Linked DNA regions of Sus scrofa: region 1 is linked to region 2. Evidence: chromatin contacts called from public Hi-C data. All regions are on one chromosome and are shown on one strand. The core of a region is the stretch at or near the end of the contact, and the rest is flanking DNA. Distances in the headings are between cores, read along the strand shown. Region 1 overlaps LOC106504720 (a long non-coding RNA gene). Region 2 overlaps INPP4B (type II inositol 3,4-bisphosphate 4-phosphatase).

What was found. Hi-C and Micro-C count contacts between places; a contact is called where the count stands out from the background.
Region 1: a contact with region 2 is called in a Hi-C map of skeletal muscle, with 9 times the contacts expected there. The contact joins two enhancer-like sites. A contact is called at or near these places in 2 of 47 Hi-C or Micro-C datasets (heart right ventricle and skeletal muscle).

What each region holds. Positions count from the first base shown.
Region 1 is chr8:86,068,855-86,073,969 of Sscrofa11.1, forward strand. LOC106504720 (a long non-coding RNA gene) reads right to left here. Exons shown (of 4, transcript XR_001298412.2): 2 at 3,695-3,775; 3 at 2,665-2,769; 4 at 377-1,450. Among named protein-coding and RNA genes, the nearest start is that of RNF150, 17 kb to the right of the region's middle. Within about 2 kb of position 1,922, at least 7 of the 83 cell types and tissues checked have an H3K27ac peak or open chromatin away from gene starts, as enhancers often do. A contact at or near this core is called in skeletal muscle, where this site is marked.
Region 2 is chr8:85,196,180-85,201,376 of Sscrofa11.1, forward strand. It overlaps INPP4B (type II inositol 3,4-bisphosphate 4-phosphatase), which reads left to right. Exons shown (of 30, transcript XM_021100673.1): 6 at 2,014-2,132; 7 at 4,134-4,250. Among named protein-coding and RNA genes, the nearest start is that of INPP4B, 390 kb to the left of the region's middle. Within about 2 kb of position 2,037, at least 45 of the 83 cell types and tissues checked have an H3K27ac peak or open chromatin away from gene starts, as enhancers often do. A contact at or near this core is called in skeletal muscle, where this site is marked.

The DNA.
Region 1 (5,115 bases), core at 672-3,171, 870 kb after region 2:
TTTCAGATAATCTGAAGTGTTAATGAAAACACAGATTGCTGGACCAGCTTCACGGGTCTCTGGTGGGCCTGATGAGGTGCATATGTAACAGGCTACTGCTGATGATCCTGATCTGGACCCACCTTCCAGCATCATAGCTGTAGAGCACTGGGAAACTAGGGAGCTATACAACCAAGGGCTGCTGTGCCGTTCTCGGCGTTGTTGCAGGTTGTAACCATCACAGCTAACCCCCAACTGTAGGGTCTGTCACTTTGATTCCCTCTCCTCAAATATGAGAGATCTACTTTTTTATACTCACTTTTCAGATTGATTTTGATCTGCTTTGACCTGACATTTCTAGTGTGCCATCCTAGAAGGTCAAGTTCTTTTACTGGACTTTTTTTTTTTTTTTTTAATTTCTCAGGTATAGCTCAAAACATTAAAACTCTATTTCCAGGATTAACGTCGTCTTCCCCAGTGTGCTACAGCTTTACCAGAATAATTTATGGTCAAGTCCTCTCTGCCCTCACATCCTCCTTTCCCTACTCAAAGCCTCTGGAATAGATAAACAAAAATATGGAGTCTGGATAATTTTGTCTTTCCCACTCTCTGGGCTAACGCCCAGGTATGTAACTACTGTCTTATTAGCAAACAGAGAGAAGAATGACCTCTGTCCAGAAACAAAAGCAAAGTTACAGTTTTTCTTGAATTACCTATTGGTGCCTCGATTGCCCCCATATATGTCCTGGGTTATTTATTTAAGGAAACAATATATCTAAAAAGAGATCTACGAATATAACCAATGAATTATAGCATTTTATAATAGGAAAAATTGAGAACAAGCAAAATGTCCATCAAGGCAGCTTCCATCTGGAGGCTCCACTGTCCCCTAAATCTTAATAGAATCCACACAAAAAATATAAAAGGTAAGGAGAGAGGGCTTGTAGTCTAAAGCGGGGGATGGCAAACTTTGGCTGGTGGACCAAGTCTGGTTCACTGCCTGTTTGGGTGCACGTAACAAACTGCTTGTAAAACACATATAGCTATGTTTTTCCATTTTAAAATGGTTGGAAGAAAAAAAATCAATACGCTAGTAATATTTCATGACATGAAAATTTTATAAAATTAAATGTCAGGGTTCATAAACAAAGCATTGTCAGGACACAGCCCCACTCAGACATTTACGTATTGTCCAGAGCCTTTCTTTCTTTTTTTTTTTTTGTGCCCTAGTGACAGATTTGAGACATTCCCACAGAGACCCAGGATGACCCACCAAGTCTAAAATATTTCCTTATCTGGTCCTTTACAGAAGTTTGCTAACTTCTAGTCAAAGATGTGGAAATGGTTTGTAAACTAAGTAACCCAACTGTTTCTTTGCTGTTGAACTTCTCTCCCTTCCGTGTGGTTTCTTAGATCCACTTGGGGGCTACTGCTTACAGCATTTCCAAACTGACTTGACTGAGGAGCCCTCCTTTTGATGGAAGATTTCACACCGTACATATAAAAAAAAAAAAAAATCAGTTTAGGAAATGTTGTTCTGGAGCACAATGTGGGGACACAAATTTAAGAAAAAGTAATAAAGAGCTAATGATGCAATTTCAGATTGCTGGGACTGCCTTGCAAGCATCGCCCAGGGAAAAAGAGGGTTTGCCTTCTAAATGTCTCTCAAATTATATCCATGGGAAATACAGATGGCTCTTCCTTGGGTATATAACAATGAGGGAAAAAATCAACTTTGAGGAAAAAACCTTTTCTGTTAACGAAATAATCGCACCATCTCTGTTACAAAAAAGAAACAGTAATTCTAAATATAGATAAATGTCACAGGGAAAAAATGGCTATGTTGGCTCAGCAGAATGTTTTGCAAATGTCAATGCTAAAAACACTAAGCTTGAGCTATGTATAACTGCAATTCCTAAAAGCTTTGGAAAGTCAGTAATTGTTACGTAACAGCCATCACCATTTCGCTGGGGATTTTAAGAGGATCAGCCTGTTCGTTCCCAAATAACATATTCTCCTTGCGTGGAGTTTTAGCGACCTCTAGTGGCTGTCATGTTATAGTGCTTTCTGTTTTCTCAAACTCTCCGTAAAAAAAATTACAGAAATGTCATGCATTCTTTTCCAGATTCTAAATGTTAATCTTTTTATTTAACAAGTATTTGTTGAGTGTTTATCATGCTGTTGGCACTATTCTGAGCATCAGGAGAGAAAAGCACAAGGCGAAGAGTCAGATGATGGAGCCGTAGGGCAAATGCAGTGACTTAAAAAGCTGTTTTGATTCCTAACATATGATATCACTTATATGTGGAATCTATTATAAAAAAATGATACAAATAAACTTATTTACAAAACATAAAGAGACTCACAGACTTCAAAAACAAACTTATGGTTACCAGAGGGGACAGGCGGTGAGGAGGGATGGGCTGGGGGTTTGGGATTGGCATTTGCACACTGTGGTCTATGCAATGACTAGAGTTCTGCTGTATAGCACAGAGAACTCTACCCAGTATTCTGTGATAATCTATGTGGGAAAAGAATCTGAAAAAGAATGGTTATGTGTATGCCTGAGTCACTGAGTCATACAGCAGAAATTATCACATTATAAATCAACTATCCCACAAAACTTTTTAAAACGGGAGGGGAAAAAAAGCTGTATGACTCTGAACATGACTACTTTTGACTTACCTGATCCTTGGTCTTCTCACAGCATTGTTTTTTTGTTTGTTTGTTTTTCTTTTTAGGGCCATACCAGCAGCATATGGAGGTTCCCAGGCTGAATCAGAGCTACAGCTGCTGGAAAGAATTTTCTTGTTATTTAAAGAAGTTAAAAAAAAAGCCAAATCAAAAAAATCACAAAGTGATAACAGAATGAGGTGAAGCCAAATGAATTGTGTATGAGAAAAAAAAAATCACAATGCAATACGCTTAGGTTTCATTCTCTTAAAGTTTCTCTACTTTGCAGAAAACTAAGATTTTCTTCCACATAATAATTTGATTTTTGTTGCCACTTCAATTATATTTTGTATCATCTCAACATAGCTATTTTGAAATGTAATGATAAAGAAAAAATGTCCTATAATAACTAAGAATTTCTCCCTTTTCCCCTAAAAAAAATTTAAAAATTAAAAATTAAAAAAAAATTAAAAGAGGAGTTCCTGTCATGGCTCAGTGGTTAACGAATCCAACTAGGAACCATGAAGTTGTGGGTTCGATCCCTGGCCTTGCTCTGTGGGTTGAGGATCCGGCGTTGCCGTGAGCTGTGGTGTAGGTTGCAGACGCGGCTTGGATCCCGCGTTGCTATGGCTGTGGTGTAGGCCGGTGGCTACAGTTCCCATTAGACCCCTAGCCTGGGAACCTCCATATGCCATGGGAGCGGCCCTACAAAAGGCAAAAAGACCAAAAAAATAAAACAAAATAAAAGATTTATGGGAAGCAACCTCCCCACCCCTTTTGGAGGCGCTGTTCTTGCATTTGCATGTGACACCTGGAGTTTCTGCAGCTGTCTGTGACTGTGAGAGGAGACATTGATGACACCCTGAAGGTGGCACAGCAGACAGGTAGAAAGCATCTGAGAGCTTGAGATCAGAGTTAAACTTTGGCTTTGCCAACCTCAGAACTATCTACCGTTGGACTTCTTGTAACGTGAGATATGAAGCACATTGTTTTTTAAGCCATTTTTAGTTGAGAACTCTGTTACGTGCAGCTGAAGTGTTACACATCCCATAAGGTGTTGCCACTCTCAAGGTCTCTAGGCTTCAAAATGTCTGGACTTGGTGGATTCCTTTCTTTGAATCATCTACAAAACATACTCAGAGAGTTATAGTTAAACCTAATCTATCCCATCGTTTTCTTACTAGTGGAGCAACAGACAAAAGGGGAAATTTTATGAAGGAGAAGATACTAGTAAAATATCTGTTGGATGAGGATGACATCGCCCAGCCTTTGCTTTTGTGAAAAGGCGCGCAGTTCCTATTTCCTGCCACGATGTACCAGGCATAGAGGCTGTTACTTCTACCCACATATAGGCTCATTGAGAGAATTAGATGGAAACGTGAGTCTGAAACCTCGATTCTCACTGGGTAAGGGTTTCCCTCTTTTCCTGCTCTCTACCAACTTATACCCTCTCATCCATCAAACCTCATGGAGAACTCACCTTCTCACACGAGCTCTCCCCAGATTAAACTGATCGGTTCGTTTGGGTCCCCTTGGCACTCAAGACTAGGGTCTGAGTTTAGGTACCACTGCTAAGTTTTCTGCTGCATGTGGGCCTATGCCACTCTCTAGTCTCACACCAGGATTGCAGAGAAGTCAAGCAAGGCAGAGATGTCAGCCTCCGCTTCCTTGTGAGTATGGGCGTTCTCTGACTCCTCCACCCTATCCACCCCCCAACATTTAGCCTTCAGACCTAAACATAGTCCACTGCCCAATGATTGCCAAGAACCGCCTGCCTTAGCGACCCTGCTAACACAACAGTGCCGAGCTCCACAGACCGGCTGAGGACAGTGACCTGGCTCTTTAATATGCAGGCTGCGAAGTTCCTCTTTTGCTTTATAAAAGCCACTTCCTCTCCCCGAGTGGGGAGGATCTGGTTACTTGTGCGGGGAGAAGCTGGAGTGGGGCCAGAGAGCTGATAGCACTATCACCCGGAAACAGAGTCCTGCTCCATGTCAACAGTCAGGACAGACCTTCCCTTGTCATGTACTTGCTGGACATTCTTGAAATGACTCATGTAATAGCCAAAGACTGAATAAGTGCCTTTTATGTGCCTGGAACCGTTCTAAGTGCTTTTGCGGTGCTTGAATAATTTAGTCACAATTTTTGCATTTAACCATCACAGCACATTGAGGAGATAGGTATGATAATGATCTCTGTTTTCCTTCTGGGGAAACAGAGGCACAGAGACATGAGGAAACCTGCCCAGGGCCAGGTGACCAGTAAGTGGCTGATCTGGGTGTCAACCTGGGACGACCTCACTCCAGAGCCTGCACGCTTCCCCACGCATGAAGCCACTGTGAGTGCTTGGTGCCACTGCTCCCCCCATTCATGCCTGATCTGTTCAAAAGGCATGGATGAGCACCTACTGTGTGCAAAGAGCAGGTGGGTTGAAGACACGTTAGACACCATCTCTGCTGTAAG
Region 2 (5,197 bases), core at 787-3,286:
AAAAATGAAGCTATCAGCAGAAAGTAGACAACGATGCATGTGTTTGAAACAAATTGACTCCAACTTCAAAATCTAAGGACAGATATATGTCAATATCAGTGAACGGAGGGAGAGCTGTATACTGTGACGAGAAAGCCAAGAGAATGAGTGATAAAATTAAACATTCATTAGGCAAGTGGAGGAAATGATCAAAATAACCACCAAAGAACAGTAAAGACTAAATCTTTTTTTTCCCCCTTCCGGTGATACCTTGGTATTATCAAAACCTTGCATCAGTATTTTCTAAAATTGTAGATCCCTTGGGTTAGACAATAAAGAATTATGGCAATGGGTCTTCTAAAGAGAGGCGTCCTTGTGCAGGAGAGGAATTTAGTATGCCAAGAAAAGAAATGGAGCTGCTGGAATATGATGCAAGAAAACTACCAGAGAGTTCTAGTAATATAAATGTGACCACTTAATATTTCTAAGCCTCTAGTTCTTAGTATGTCAAATCAAAATAGTAATTCAAAGCTCCATTTTGAGAAATAAAGAAATAATTGGCAAACAGCCTCAAAAATAATGATGGCTAAAAAAGTTATTTTTTTCATGCATGCTTTCCTGTATGGTTAGAGACATGTGGTTTAAATAAGGAAAATTTGTAGCAAAATATATAGGCATAAAAGGATCTCAAGGTCTATCAAGAAGTTAAATAATTTGCCCAGCATCACTTAACTGGTAGAACCAGCTGAAAATCAGGCCTGTTCCATTCCAAAACTCCTGCTTTTGCCTTTATCCTATTCTGCTTCTACGAATGAGCTGATTTGTAAGGATGGAAAGGTGATAATTACACTTATAATATTCTTTGCTTTCAAGTCTTAGGTTTAAGCCATAGTATCTCCGTCCTAGGAGATGAAGGCCCTGTGCAGGGCTACAGAGCCACAGTGTAGCTTAAATACATGGGTCCTTCTGTCCCTTTCTGCGCTGGTCAGATGTGTGAGATGTGGATGGTCTAAAGCCAGGCACACTCCCACTTTGAACCCAGGATCCTGGGCTACTTCTCAGTACCCCTGTCCCAGCCTCCACCTGTCCCCAACCACCAGCTCTGCTTAACTGATCCCTGGTGAGGACTCTTTGCATTATCCTTAGCAATCCAAATGCAGGTTGTAAAATTACCATTTCAAAGCCAGATGGGGAAACACAGGGGGAGGAGACCTTAGACTGGCAGTAAAGAAATTTTTTTTTTTTTTAATTTTTCTTCCCCAAATGGTGGGAATGATGTGTGGAAGGAGAAAATATTCAAGTAAATTTGGTATGGTGAGGAGAGTCTGTAATATGAGCCTGGTATCACAAGGGAAAGTTCTTACTTTTGCGGCCCCTGGTCAAGAATTAACCCATCCTTTCCCCACATTTCTGCCTCTGGACTTGGCAGGGATCCCCGACAGGAACGACGGACAACCCCTTTAACCTCCCCCCACCCCACCCGCCCCTAGCCTGGGGCTTGTGTGCTGCTGTGATAGGGCAGCCTCTCTTTCCTGTGTCTGTCCCCGTGTAGGACAGTAGGAGGTCAGCTCTAGCGAACAGATAGATAAGGACCAAGTTTGTGGGTTCCAACATCTGAACTAATGCAGCCAGGGTGCACTGGGAGCAGCTGTAAAGTTTCCCGGATGTGGCCCAACGTCGTAGACTTAGTCTAGGAGAGTGAATTAAAGCCTAGGGTTTAAAGACTAATTAAAGCCACTCAAGACCCTGAGCTGTGTGTGCACAGTTCCACGTTAGAGCTGGGATCCCAGAGCAGTCGAGACTTGCAAGAACTGCACATGTGGTCAGTGGAAATGAATTTTCAATTCAGCTCGGCAGCACGTGACTTCCTATTTCTGTAAGGTACTTCCAAGGGACTTCCTCTGTAAACTCAGCCCCCGTCCCAGAAGATTTAATTCCTCGCCGCGGCTAAGTTGACTTCCACCCTGGGACAGACGCTTTCCCCTGAGATACAGGGTTAGTTTCTCCTGTTTCTCTTTCCTTTGCCATTGCCAGCTTGCAAGGATCTTGTGGCTCCCGTCCGTGATCGGAAGCTGAATACCCTGGTGCAGATCGCAGTTGTTCACCCCGCCGAGCAGAGTCTGACAAGATACTCCTGCACGGAAATTGTGGAGGTGAGTGTGCTGCGCCTGCCTTCCTCTCGCTATCTCTCAGTCGCTCTCTGGATTTGAGCAAACAGCCGAAATAAGTTAGATCATAGCCTGCAGCTCTGCTGGGCTGCTACCCTCTGTCCTTTCGGAAAGCTTACCTGAGGTTACTAAGCACGCCTTTGTAATTTACCAGAATAAACAAATGGGGGGGCGGAATTTGCTTTTTTTTAAAAAAGACCTACTTTTCTTTAGAAAAGAGAAAGAAAACCACACTTTGAATCTTTGAATAGAGTACCAAAATTTGTGCGGGAAGCACAAATTTTACATTTTAAAGTAAATGGAATGAATATTTCTTTTGGGGGGGAGGAGTTTTAAAGTACCCAGAGAGGTTTTAAACCTAAGTGTTTTTCCCTTTTCATTTTTGTCCTCTATTCTTCAGACTGTGAGGAAACTTCATATTCTCTGCTGGCTGTGGCTGTCTTTTTAAAAGTATGATGTTTTATGAAGAAAGGTAGATGATTAAACACTGTAATATTCCTAGGCAAAAGGTGTAAATATTACTCATGGATGGGAAATTTCCTATTTACATTTATTGTAACTTATATAATCCTCAAAATGTGTCAGGAGGAAACTTGTTATTGTGTTGGATCAGATTCAAAAGAGGAAGTGTTTCCCTTTTGATTATTTTGTTCTCATCACACATAGTTCACAGCCTTAGTGACTGAGAGATAATTATTTAAACATCTGAGACTAAAGAAAGTGTCCTCTGAACTCCTCAAGCTTTGCTTTTCTTAGATTCGGGGGCCCTGCGTGTTTTACAAGAGGAGTTCCTCTGTAAGAGCCTAAGTTGCCTCCCCCAGACCTGGCTTGCTCAGTGCTGTTGGGGGAATAAATGATTCACACTAAACTCCACTCACTTCTCTAATGGGAATGGCCCAGATCCTGCACGTAGCCTTGAATCTGCCCTTGGGAAACTTGAGGTTCTAATGCTGGTACAGTTTGTAGTTAATAAACAAAAATAGTGGTATTCAATCATTGAAAGAACACTAAAATTGTAACATTGTTCATGTATGTGAAAAATATTTTCAAGCATTATTCCAGCTTAATTTGTTAAAGTATTGACAAAACTTAAAAGGAATGATCTCTTCTGACACATTTATTTGAATATATACAGCTGTCCTTGACTCTTTCATTCACTGCCTGTTCCAAAATGTCTAACACACAGTACCAAACAAAAAGTGGTATTTGTTGAGTGAAAGGAAGAAAGCAAGGAATACGTGAATAACTTGAGCTTCCATAGACAAGTTTACAGACCTCTAGCAAACATCTCTATGATATTCAGCAACATACATATTTAAACATAGAAATAAAATTTAATGTTGGATGTCAGCTCCCTAAAAATGAATTCTGCGGCCTGGAAACACCCTGTGCACTGCATGCTGAGCTAGTCATTTCATAGCCCCAAATCCATCATCTTTAGTTTCTTCCATTAGTTTTCAAATCAGTCTAAGGGGAAAAAACAACAACAACAAAAAAACACAGCTCAACATCTAAAAACAAATGAACGCTATCAGAGCATCACTTTCCATTGAATCATTGCATACAGGAAATAAATGGACAGCGTAAGATTACCAAATGGTTCTTGATAAGAAAATAGCTTCCTTTTAATTTGATCAGTCACAATCTTAGGTTATTTGCATAAATCACAAGTTATGTCCATTGAATATATGCTACATGCACTGACAATTGACCCTAAGGAAGGGTTCAGCATATAGTGAAAATAAATTGTTTTTCAGGATATTTTAGCAGCTCTGACAATGATGCAGCTCTGTCAGTACTTTGGGGCCCAGGGCCAAGTGGTTCCCCATGCGCATCATTTGGCAATTCAGATCTCTCTTCTAATACAACTATTTCCTAGAAAAACAAACAGACCCAGACACTTTCTGCATTCTCCTGTGTCACCGCATGCTGTCGACTGCAGTTGCTGCCTTATTGAATCAAAGTTGTCTGCTTGTGCTGTTACAGGGAACAAGAGACCCACTGTTCTTGACTGGTGTCACATTCCCATCTGAGTATCCCATCTATGAGGAGACCAAAATAAAACTAACAGTCTATGATGTCAAGGATAAGTCTCATGACACCGTAAGTACTTGTACTTTTTGGGAAAAGAAATGTGCTTTTCCCTTTTTTGGGTTTTCGATCTAACTGACGTTTTTTTCAAAGAGGGTCTTTGTACTGTGTTTATGCTAGTCTTATGTTTATGGTTTGCTGGGATTTTTTTTTTCCCCTCAGACTCATTTGGCTTAGTGCCACATTGGCAATTGGTGAGCAGCAGCAAAAGCTTTTCAGAATGGGTTTTCCTCCTTTTCGGGAAGGCTGGCTGGATGTCTTGGTTTACATTTTTATTATTGTTGCTTTAAGGAGTTGCTGAAGGAGTAACCTTGTGGATAGAAAGCAAGTGGAAAAGAATGAATAACAAGTCAAATCTTTCTAGATGTTGTCATTATGGTAAAGTGGGATGGATAAAGTGCTCTGCTTTCACACTTTATGCTTTGACCTTCTGAATAAGCAAAACCCTCTCTGTTCCTCTGATATTCCTGGCACCAAAGCAGAGGAGGAAGTAACTGCCAGCACTAGGGCAGAAGCTTTCATTGACCAATTTTACAGGAAGGTCAGGTCAAGTCCTGATAGTCTTTTGTCCTTCAGGTTTTCTCCAGGGTCTCACTTTTCCCCCCACTTGAATCAGTGGATTCAAGTGAGACCATGAGGTCCCCAGGCACTGTCTATGGAGACCACAGTGACAATCCCTGGATAGGAGAGAATGCTATTGGTAGATGTCGGGAAGGGGGTGGTTTAAAGGGAGCCCTCTTTAAATCTCCTCCATTAGCAGGAATTTTTGTCTGTTTTCAAGGTAGGGGGAGGTGGAGGGAAGCTATGGCAGTGGTGATATCACAGTGAAGGACAAGCCAGGAACCACTTCCAGGGCAGGTAGGCCAGTAGCTTCCGGGAGAATTCTGGCTGAAAACACAGGGATGCTGGCTGGGCCTGGAGAGCCACACATACCTGGTTGAGGGGAAATGCAGCTTTAC